2 separate regions of the Gossypium arboreum genome follow, and region 2 is linked to region 1. The links are chromatin contacts, called in public Hi-C maps. All regions are on one chromosome and are shown on one strand. Each heading gives the region's core, a stretch centred on a gene start, on an enhancer-like site or on the middle of the called end of the contact. The rest is flanking DNA. Distances are from core to core; before and after follow the strand shown. Region 1 has its middle 37 kb from the start of LOC108458196. Region 2 holds the start of LOC108462006 (pollen-specific leucine-rich repeat extensin-like protein 3).

Region 1 (4,863 bases), core at 1,321-3,820:
AGTCATATGGTGTGTACGTCTTTTGCTAACAATAAAGTTGGTATAAAACATTAAAAGATAAATAAAAAGGTTAAATTTTATTTTGATCCTTTTATTATACTTGACTTAAAATTTTAATCCTTATATTTTAATTTGATAACTCTTAGCATCTTTATTTTATTATAATTTATTTAGTTACTCTCGTCGTTAACATCATTAACTATTACGGCTTAAAATGTTAATATATATATATATATATATATATATGTTTACATGGGTTTTGTGTGTTCAAATCGGGGCAAAGTCAAAATTTTTATGAAGAAATTAGAATTGAATTATAAATTTTAAACAAAGGATAGAATATAATTTTATTATCTTTAGAAAGGCTAAACTATAAATTTACCATTTTTAGTGCCAAAGCCTTTAGGTGGCCTAACATCACCTCTTGTAGGAATTGATGTTTTGAAGAAAATTTCAAGTCAACATTTTAACCAAAATATTAATAATGTTAACTGTTATAATAAAAGGCGATAATGGTAGTAAAATAATCGCAAAGTAATAAGAAAAGGAAAAATAAGAACACACAGATTTTACGTAGAAACTTTTTAGAGAAAAAAATCATGAGCGATGAGAAGAAAATTAACTAACTTTGAAAAGTAAATGATACGAGAGGAGTTTTGACTACATCTATTTAAGGGTTAAAAACTCTGTTCTAATCAAAGTTTGTATTTATTTCTTCAACAAGTGACAGGATTTAAGTCCTATAATCTCTAACATTAACTAATGACATTGTGAAAGTAGATAATTAAAGTATATCAAATTAAAGTAAAGAACAAAACTAAATATTAAATTTGATCGTAATAGAAGGACCAAAACCAAAATTTATCCAAAAACTAGAATAGAAATATTAGAACCATTTACATAAGAAGTTTTCGAATATATTTACTTTTTAATTCTTGAAAAAAAATGGTAAAAAGACTTTTCAATCCCTCTTGATATCAATATTGAGTAAATTGATCCCTTCTAGAAAAAGTGGATCAATTTAATCCCTGTTAAATTCGAAAGTGAGCAACTAAAACAATTAATAATTGCATTAATGTTTCACGTCATTTGTATATAATTTTGATTGGTATAATAACAAATGTACTTCTCAAATGTACTTCTCAAAGTTTATACTTTCTGTCAATTTTGTATTGATTTTACAAGTTTAGTCCACAAAATTTATGTAAATATTGAGACTAAATTGGTTGAACCTTTTAGAATCAAAACCAAGTTGACAATATATGTAAACATCGAAGGCTAAAATTGTTATTATATCAATTTAAATTTTGTACAATTAACGGAAGATATTAATACAGTGATTAGTTGTCCTTAATTACTTACTTTTAAAATTTATAAAGATTAAATTACTTGATTTTTTAAAAACCAACTTAGATGAAAATCAAAATATTCTTAGTTTTAGAAAAAATACCACTCCTACAAAACATCAACATACTCTATTTAATACACAATTTGGTACTCAATTTTGATACTTTTTAATATGGTACCTATATTATTTTTACTCGATATGGTATCTGTATTTGACAAAATTTATATATTTTGATACCTTCAGTTAGTGTTAACTTCTTAGTGTTTAATTGGGCTTTAGTGTTGATTTGATGAAAATTCATAATTAACTAATAATATTATAAAGTAATTTCTATCAAATCAACACTAAAACTTGAATTAAATCATATTCATCTATTATATTTGAAAAATTAAATGCAAAAATAAACAAATTCACAATTAACACTAATTTTATTCTATTAAAGAAAAATTAAACCTGATAATATCGGTAATTAACTTTTATTAAATCAACTTGAAAACTCATATTAAACATTAAAAGTTATCGTTACCTTTGGGTAATAGAATATACAACTTTTGCCAAATGCAAATATTAGATTGGATCAAAAATAATACAAGTACCGAATTAGAAAAAAAGTATCGAACTCGGATAGCAAATGATATATTAAACCTAAACAATACTGTAGTTTGATATAAACAAAATGTTAAAATATGCCCAAGTCTTCGTACTGTTTATAAATTCAAAATTTAATCCTTCTACTTTTATTTCAAATAATTTATTCATTCTACTTTTCAAATTTAAAATACTACTTCAATAATTAATACAGTTAAAATTTTCTATTAAATTAAGATTTATTACAATGTCATTTTCTTTGTTACACAGCAATCTAGTCTTTAAAAAAATTAAAATGTAATACAAATAAATTTAACAGAAAAATTTCAACGACATTATCTATCTCAAATTTTGAAAAATGAAAATTCATGAAATTCCGGAAAATAAGAATAGAATAAATTCTAAAATACAGAAAGTACAACTGAACAGTTTAGTACACAATCAAATTTCGAAACCAGTGCTAACAAAGAAAGAGCAAATTACCAAATGGTCCAAACCTCCAATGTTTTTTTTTTTTTTTTTTTACAAAAACGGAATACTTTAAAATGGCCCGACAAAGGGGAGCGGAGGGGACAAAGACCGCATCCTCATTGCCACCGGCGGGGGCGGCCTGCGGTGGCGGAGGTTTTCGTTAATCACCTTCTCGACCTGAGCAATGACAAACTTTATAGCGAATTTCACTAGCTCTATGCAAATCTCCAATCTCTTAACCAACATTGTCGCAAAGCTCTTTGCTCCTTCTGCTGCTGCTATTTTTTTTTTCTTTTTTCTTTTTCTGAGCTTCATGATTATCGGTTTCGTGTTTATATACCACTGAACGGCGTTAGTGGACAAACAAAAAGGTTAAATATACAAATAGTCCCTGTACTTATCAAAATTTATAAATTTAGTCCTTATACTTGTATTTTCAGGAATTTAGTCTATTTTTCAGATTTCAAAATTCTATCCCAACTATTAGTACTGTTAATTTTTTGTTAAATTCAGGTTAGCTACGACATCTTTTTTTTTAAATTACATAGCTCGTAAGTGAGTAGTTTTTTTTTTCAAAATGTCACAACAATTAATTTAACAAAAAAAATTTAACCATGTTAACATTTGAACCTAAATTTTAAAATATGAGAAGTAAAGAGACTAAATTTCTAAAAATATAAGTATAGGGGCTAAACTAATTTTCAAAAATACAAAGACTATATGTACATTTTAACCAAAAGGAAATAATAAATGATTGCTAAGAGTGTATAATAAGGCCTTTTGAGGTTTAATTCACTATTTAACCCTTGAATTATATATTTTGTTCATTTTGTATTTAAATTATAATGTTGTTTCGGTTTATCACAACAATTTAAAGACAGCTTAAAGTATGAAAATTAAATCATAAATTTAAACATAATAGAAGTACTAAAATTGAAATTTAACCACTAATCTATAATAATAAAATGAAAAAGAAAGCACCATAAGAGATACAACCTTCCTTTTATAGTTTATCTAAATTTTAAACTTTATACTTAAAATATCTTATCCATTTATTTATTAAATAATAAATTAAAATTGAAAAATATTTATTCAAATTTATTAACTTTTTTCTATACTCAAAATATCTTATCCATTTATTTATATATATAAAGAATTCTTAATGTGCCGATGAGGATTTGGTTTAATGATAAAGTTGTGAGTCCAAGAATTTCTAAATATTAAGTTCAAGTACCCTCCGTGTTTATGTTTTACTATGTATGAGTACTATTTCGATGATAATTACATTCTAATTTAAATCGTATCATGTGTATAGATTTATTCGAATATAATTTATATTATCAATCTCTTTGTGCATTTTGATGATGTGGTTCTTATTTTAATTGCTCAAATGTACACTATTTATCACTATACTTATAATTTGTCATTTAATTATTAGTATGTTTATGTTTTGACTACTCAATTTTAAAAAATTACAAAATGGTTATTGAGCTATTTAAATGTTTTTTAAAGTCCGGATAGCGAGCTCTAATTGATGATTTGATGATTGGTACTGTGGATCAATACCCATCTATGATTAGAAGAACATATCTTAGATTCAAGTCGATCTGACAGTTAGTATTGGAGATTAGAGAAGAAAGTTGTTTGGATTTTGGTTTGTAGATTCGTGATGTTCAAATTTGTATCATGAAAAAAATCGAACTATAGAGGATTTTCGATTGGTGCAAGTGATGCGAATAAATAAGGCCATATGATAACTATTTTAACAACTCGATGTCTTAAATGAAAACTTTCGAATAGTTAATGACCATTTTGTAACTTTTTAAAGTTGAGTGATCAAAACATAAATTTACTAATAGTTTAATGACCTTAGTTAGAATTTACCATTTTTCAACGCCGTCGCTTAAACGCAGTTTTGGATTTGTCTTTTTTAATTTTATTGCATGAACATGAAGTCATCTCATGTACAGGGACTTGAAAATGATGGAATCTTGTCGGAACTGGAAATGCCACTGTATATGTAGGGACAGCATAAATGCCCATGCCAAAATACATACGTACAATCAACGGTGGAGCCTCAAATTTTGTTGGGGACCGTAAATTAAATTGTAAATTTTGTAATAATAAAATATAATTTTATTATTTTAATAATTTATATATTTATAAATTTTAAATGATTAAATTAAATTTTATTATTTTGAAGGATCAAAATGTAAATTTATTATTACTAATTTAAAATTTTATAAATTATAAAATACTTAAATTAAAATTTTACCATTTTAAGATCCACTATATTTTGCCACCACGTATATCCATCGCATATTTTTACCCATGTAAATAGTATAAAATATAGGTATATTGTACTATCTCATTTAAACTCAAGTGTAACTAGATGTAGGTAAAATTCGATTCAATTCGAAAAATAAAAAAAAATTTTAAATTTTGAGTTAATTGAA
Region 2 (4,863 bases), core at 930-3,429, 38 kb before region 1:
CAAATAGATGTGGAGTGTGATAATGCACTTCTAGTGGAAACTATTTTATCCGGTGGTGTCGCTAGTACTAAAATGATGCAATTGTGCTTAATTCATCAATTGCTAACCCAAAATAAGTCTAATTTCATTATATTCCAAGATCTCAAAACGAAGCTGCCGACCAAATGGCAAAATATGCTCTTAATGGTGTATCATGATTACTCTATTTGGAAGAGCCCCAAATTCGCTACGTGATTTATTGTTGGTAAATTATGTTTCAAGTCCCTGTATTCTTTGCATATTTAGAATTTAGTCTCTTCACCTTTTGGATTTAAAAATTCAAGTCTAATTGTTAACATTGTTAAAATTATTTTGTTAAATTCGTTGGTGTAACAGTTTGATATAATAAAACTACCCACATGGTAACCATGTAATAAAAGAAATAACATTGTAAGTAACTTGAATTTAACAAAAGGATTTTAATAACATTAACAATTGAACTTGCATTTTAAATTTTAAAAAGTGAAGAGACTAAATTCCATATCTCTGAAGAGTATAAGGACTTCTACAATTAATTTGACCAACTCATATTCAACATAAATGTTTGTAAAAATTATTTGTTTCAATCATTATTGCTCCATTACTTAATTATTAGTTTAAATCTTAACTTTAAAACTTAAAACAATCATAATTAAAATTTGTTTGATATATTATATATTTAAGGCTAAAATATGTCATAAGTCTTGTACCTTTCACAAATTTGGAATTTAGTCCAGTACTTTTACTTTTAAGAATTTAATCCCTTTACTTTTTAGATTTAAAATTAAATTCAAATTCAACTATTAACATTGTTAATATTTTTGGTTAAATTTGTTGGTTTGACATTTTAAATAAAAATACTCACTTGGTAGTCATGTAACTAAAAGAATGATGTTGCAATGGACCTAAATTTAACAAAATAATTTTAACAATATTAACAATTGGATCTGTATTTTGAAATATGATACGTAAAGGAACTAAATTCTAAATATTCGAAGAGTACATAGATTTATGGCATATTTTAACCTATATTTAACCTTAAAAAAAACAAAATCCCAACCATGTCAATCGGACAAGGATGTAATTAGAAAAGAAAAGACTAGGTCAAATCATTTCGTGTTTTTTGGACTATATTGTGCTCAAATTTGAGATTAGATCTTTATACTTAAATTTTTTACTTAATTTAGTGCGTCAACATTTTTAATACCATTAGTTAGCTTAAATACTTTATTTTAATTAAAATATTGATGAAAATTTAAAGAATTGTTAACATCGTTCATTTTTTATTAAATTCAAATACATTACAATATCATTTTTCATGATATGATTATTGAGTGAGTATTTTTTGTTAAAATTTTAGAATGTCACGCCAACAACTTTAACAGAAGAATTTTAACGGTATTAACTATTTGGCCTAAATTTATAAATTCAAAAAATAGATGGACTAAATTCTTAAACAATAAAATACATTAACTAAATTTCTCATATATAGAGAGAGTACAAAAACTTGGAGCCTATTGTAACCTTTAAAATATTACTTTTTAGTCCAAAATAATTAACCCAATGTGTAACGTGGTTCGAAAACCAATTATTAGTTTAAATCTTAATCTTTTAAACTTTTTAAAAATCATAATTAAAATTTATTTGATATATATTATATATTAGTTAAAATGTTCTTCTACTTCTCGATTTCAAAATTCAAGTCCAATTGTTAACATTGTTTTCTTTGTTAAATTTGTTATTGTGACATTTTGAAATGAAAAACTACTCGTTTGGTAGCCATGTAATTAAAAAAAATGTTGTAATTAACCAGATATTTAAAAAATATATATTAACAGTATTAACTGTTGGACTTGAATTTTAAAATATGAAAAATAGAGAGACTAAATTCCCAGAAATACAAGTACAGGGATTAAATTCCTAATTTTCAAAAAGTGTAAGGACTATATGTATTTTTTAACTTTATATATATATAACCTTAACCTAGCAAAAACAAAAGACAAAATTCCAACCATGTCATTCGGACAAGAATGAGATGTAATCAGAAAAAAAGAAAAGACTAGGTCAAATAGTTAATTAGGGGCTTACAAAACAGAGGCCCCAACCATCAATTGTTGGTCCCTAAAATTAGAATTCACCCCCTCCAAAATTTTTGTGGTGTCTAAAATGATCCTAACAAGCTTCCCCCATCACCTTCATTTGTTGTCTAAACCCATGCCCTTTTCACATTGCTCAATATCATCCTCCTCACATCAATGTCCCTCATTGACAATCCTATGTATAAGCTTCAAAGATTACAGGCCTTTGGTTGTTTTCTTTTATTCTCTTCTCTCTTCTCTTTGTTACCAACATCCACCACCTTTGCATTAACCGATGCGGAAGCGGCCTACATTGCTCGCCGCCAGCTTAAGACTCTTCCTCCTAACGATGAACTCCCTCCGGAAGTCGAATATGAGGTTAAAGTATCTTTAACGTTTTCCAACCAGAGGCTGAAGAAAGCATACATCGGCCTTCAGGCTTTGAAAAAGGCTATATACTCCGATCCTATGAACAAGACTGGCGATTGGGTAGGCTCCAATGTGTGCAATTACACTGGCGTGTTTTGTTCCGAGGCGTTGGATGACAAGAGCTTAACTGTGGTTTCCGGGGTTGATCTTAATCATGCTGACATTGCAGCACACTTTCCAGCTGAGATGGGGTACATGACCGATCTCGCGTTGATCCATATAAATTCCAATAGGTTCTGTGGGATTGTACCTAAAACGATGTCTAGACTAAAGTTGATGTATGAATTTGATATCAGCAATAATCGTTTTGTCGGTCCTTTCCCTGAAGTTGCCCTTTCATGGCCTACCATTAGGTTCCTTGATCTAAGGTACAACAACTTCGAAGGTATCATACCGCCCGAACTCTTCGAAAAGAACTTGGATGCCTTGTTTTTGAACAACAATAGGTTCCAATCCACCATCCCCGAAGCGATCGGTAAATCAACCGTTTCCATCGTGACGTTCGCCAATAACAAATTCGAAGGATGTATTCCACACAGCATCGGTAAGATGTCTAATTTGAACGAGATTATCTTTATGAACAACAACCTCGTCGGTTGTTTCCCAGAGGAAGTCGGGATGCTTACCAACGTAACGATATTCGACGCTAGCTCGAACGCATTCACGGGTTCTTTGCCGGAAAGTCTTACCGGTATGAAAAGCATCGAATCCTTAGATCTTTCACACAACAAGCTAACCGGAACGGTGCCGGAAAATGTTTGTAAGTTGCCGAAGTTGTCTAATTTCACATTTTCTCGCAACTATTTCCAAAATGAGCCTAATGCTTGTCAAGTACCTTCCAAGAAAGACATTGTGTTTGATGACACCTATAATTGTTTGCCTGGTCGGCCAAAACAAAGATCAAATAAAGAATGCCAACCTGTAATAAGCCAACTTGTTGATTGTAGTAAGGATAAGTGTGCCGGCGGCGGGGCTAGGTCACCACACAAGCCAAAACATAAACCAAAGCCAAACCCGGAACCTCAACCGCCTAAGCAACCACACCCGCCAACTCCGGTACAACATCATCATCCACCATCACCGCCTAAAGAATCTCCGAAGACTCCTATTGAACAAGAAGGTAAAGAAGAAGTATCCCCACTCGAGCGTTCTAGGCCACCAGCACCACCAATTCACCCTCCACCCGTCTCCTCACCACCACCTGTCCATTCTTCACCTCCACCGGTTAAGCCACCACCAGCACCGGTTTACTCCCCTCCACCACCTGTCCATTCTCCACCACCACCGCTTAAGTCACCGCCACCAAGACCTACCGAGGGAATTCACCTCCCGCCAAACTTGGGATTCCAATATTCATCACCTCCTCCACCCATGTTCCCAGGCTACTAAATAGTATTATAAAACCTTTTTATTTTGTATAAAAGGGGTAACAAATCATGTTGTTAAATCCCAATATCTTACCGTTGGGATTATATTTTGTTTTAGAGATTGAATCTCCTAGGTTAAAATTTATTATTATTCCCTATGAAAATTTTAGATTTAATTTTTATATATTTTAATTTGATCAATTTAACCTTTATATTCTTCGAATTTGTCAATTTTAGCCTTAACTCAAACAATAGCAATAAAATCTGTTTGTTTAATTTCATTTTGGTTTTGGTTGAAATGGTAAAGATCATGATATTTTGGTTTCAAATCCTATATATTACATGTATAAAAATTTTCTAATTTTATATAAGAATATAAAAGATAAAAATACCCTTAAAATAATATTGATTGCTTCATAAAAGTAATGAATTTTTGGTAATTTCACAACTGAACTGAGATTTGATTAAAGAGTGTCATCAACTCAATCAAACCTCTAAATAATAGTATTGATTAATATCATTTTGCATAGCTACACGTGACATTTACCATTTGTTCACGGTTACGACGAAATTCGCATAAAAATAAAAATAAAAAAATTTCTAAAGAGTAGTATTGAAATAAGATATATTGCATTGCATCTAGTTATTTTAAGTATTCAAGTTCGAGTCTTATAATGCTCAACTATAACGTGTGAATCTCTAATTTTACCATGTACAGCTATCATATATGGAATTTACCTAATTATTTTTCTAGTCTTTATCCATTTATATTTTATATTTATTTGATCGTACTTTATATCTGCTCCAATATAAATTTGTATTTATATTATATTATAAACTTACAAAATTTGTTGATAATATTTTAGTAAACATGATGACATAGATGATGTTAAGTTAATTTTTTAGGTTGTTTTATTCATATTCATGTACACAATTCCATGCTTATAAATTCGTAATCACTAGAATTGATC

The links. Hi-C and Micro-C count contacts between places; a contact is called where the count stands out from the background.
Region 2: a contact with region 1 is called in a Hi-C map of leaf, with 1.7 times the contacts expected there. The contact joins the promoter of LOC108462006 here to the enhancer-like site in region 1. A contact is called at or near these places in 3 of 5 Hi-C or Micro-C datasets (all in leaf).

Annotation. Positions count from the first base shown.
Region 1 is chr4:118,696,323-118,701,185 of ASM2569848v2, reverse strand. No RefSeq gene overlaps it. Among protein-coding and RNA genes, the nearest start is that of LOC108458196, 37 kb to the right of the region's middle. Within about 2 kb of position 2,570, at least 2 of the 2 cell types and tissues checked have an H3K27ac peak or open chromatin away from gene starts, as enhancers often do. A contact at or near this core is called in leaf, where this site is marked.
Region 2 is chr4:118,734,010-118,738,872 of ASM2569848v2, reverse strand. It overlaps LOC108462006 (pollen-specific leucine-rich repeat extensin-like protein 3), which reads left to right and starts at 2,179. Exons shown (of 1, transcript XM_017762015.2): 1 at 2,179-4,165. The coding sequence starts at 2,274. The coding sequence ends at 3,914.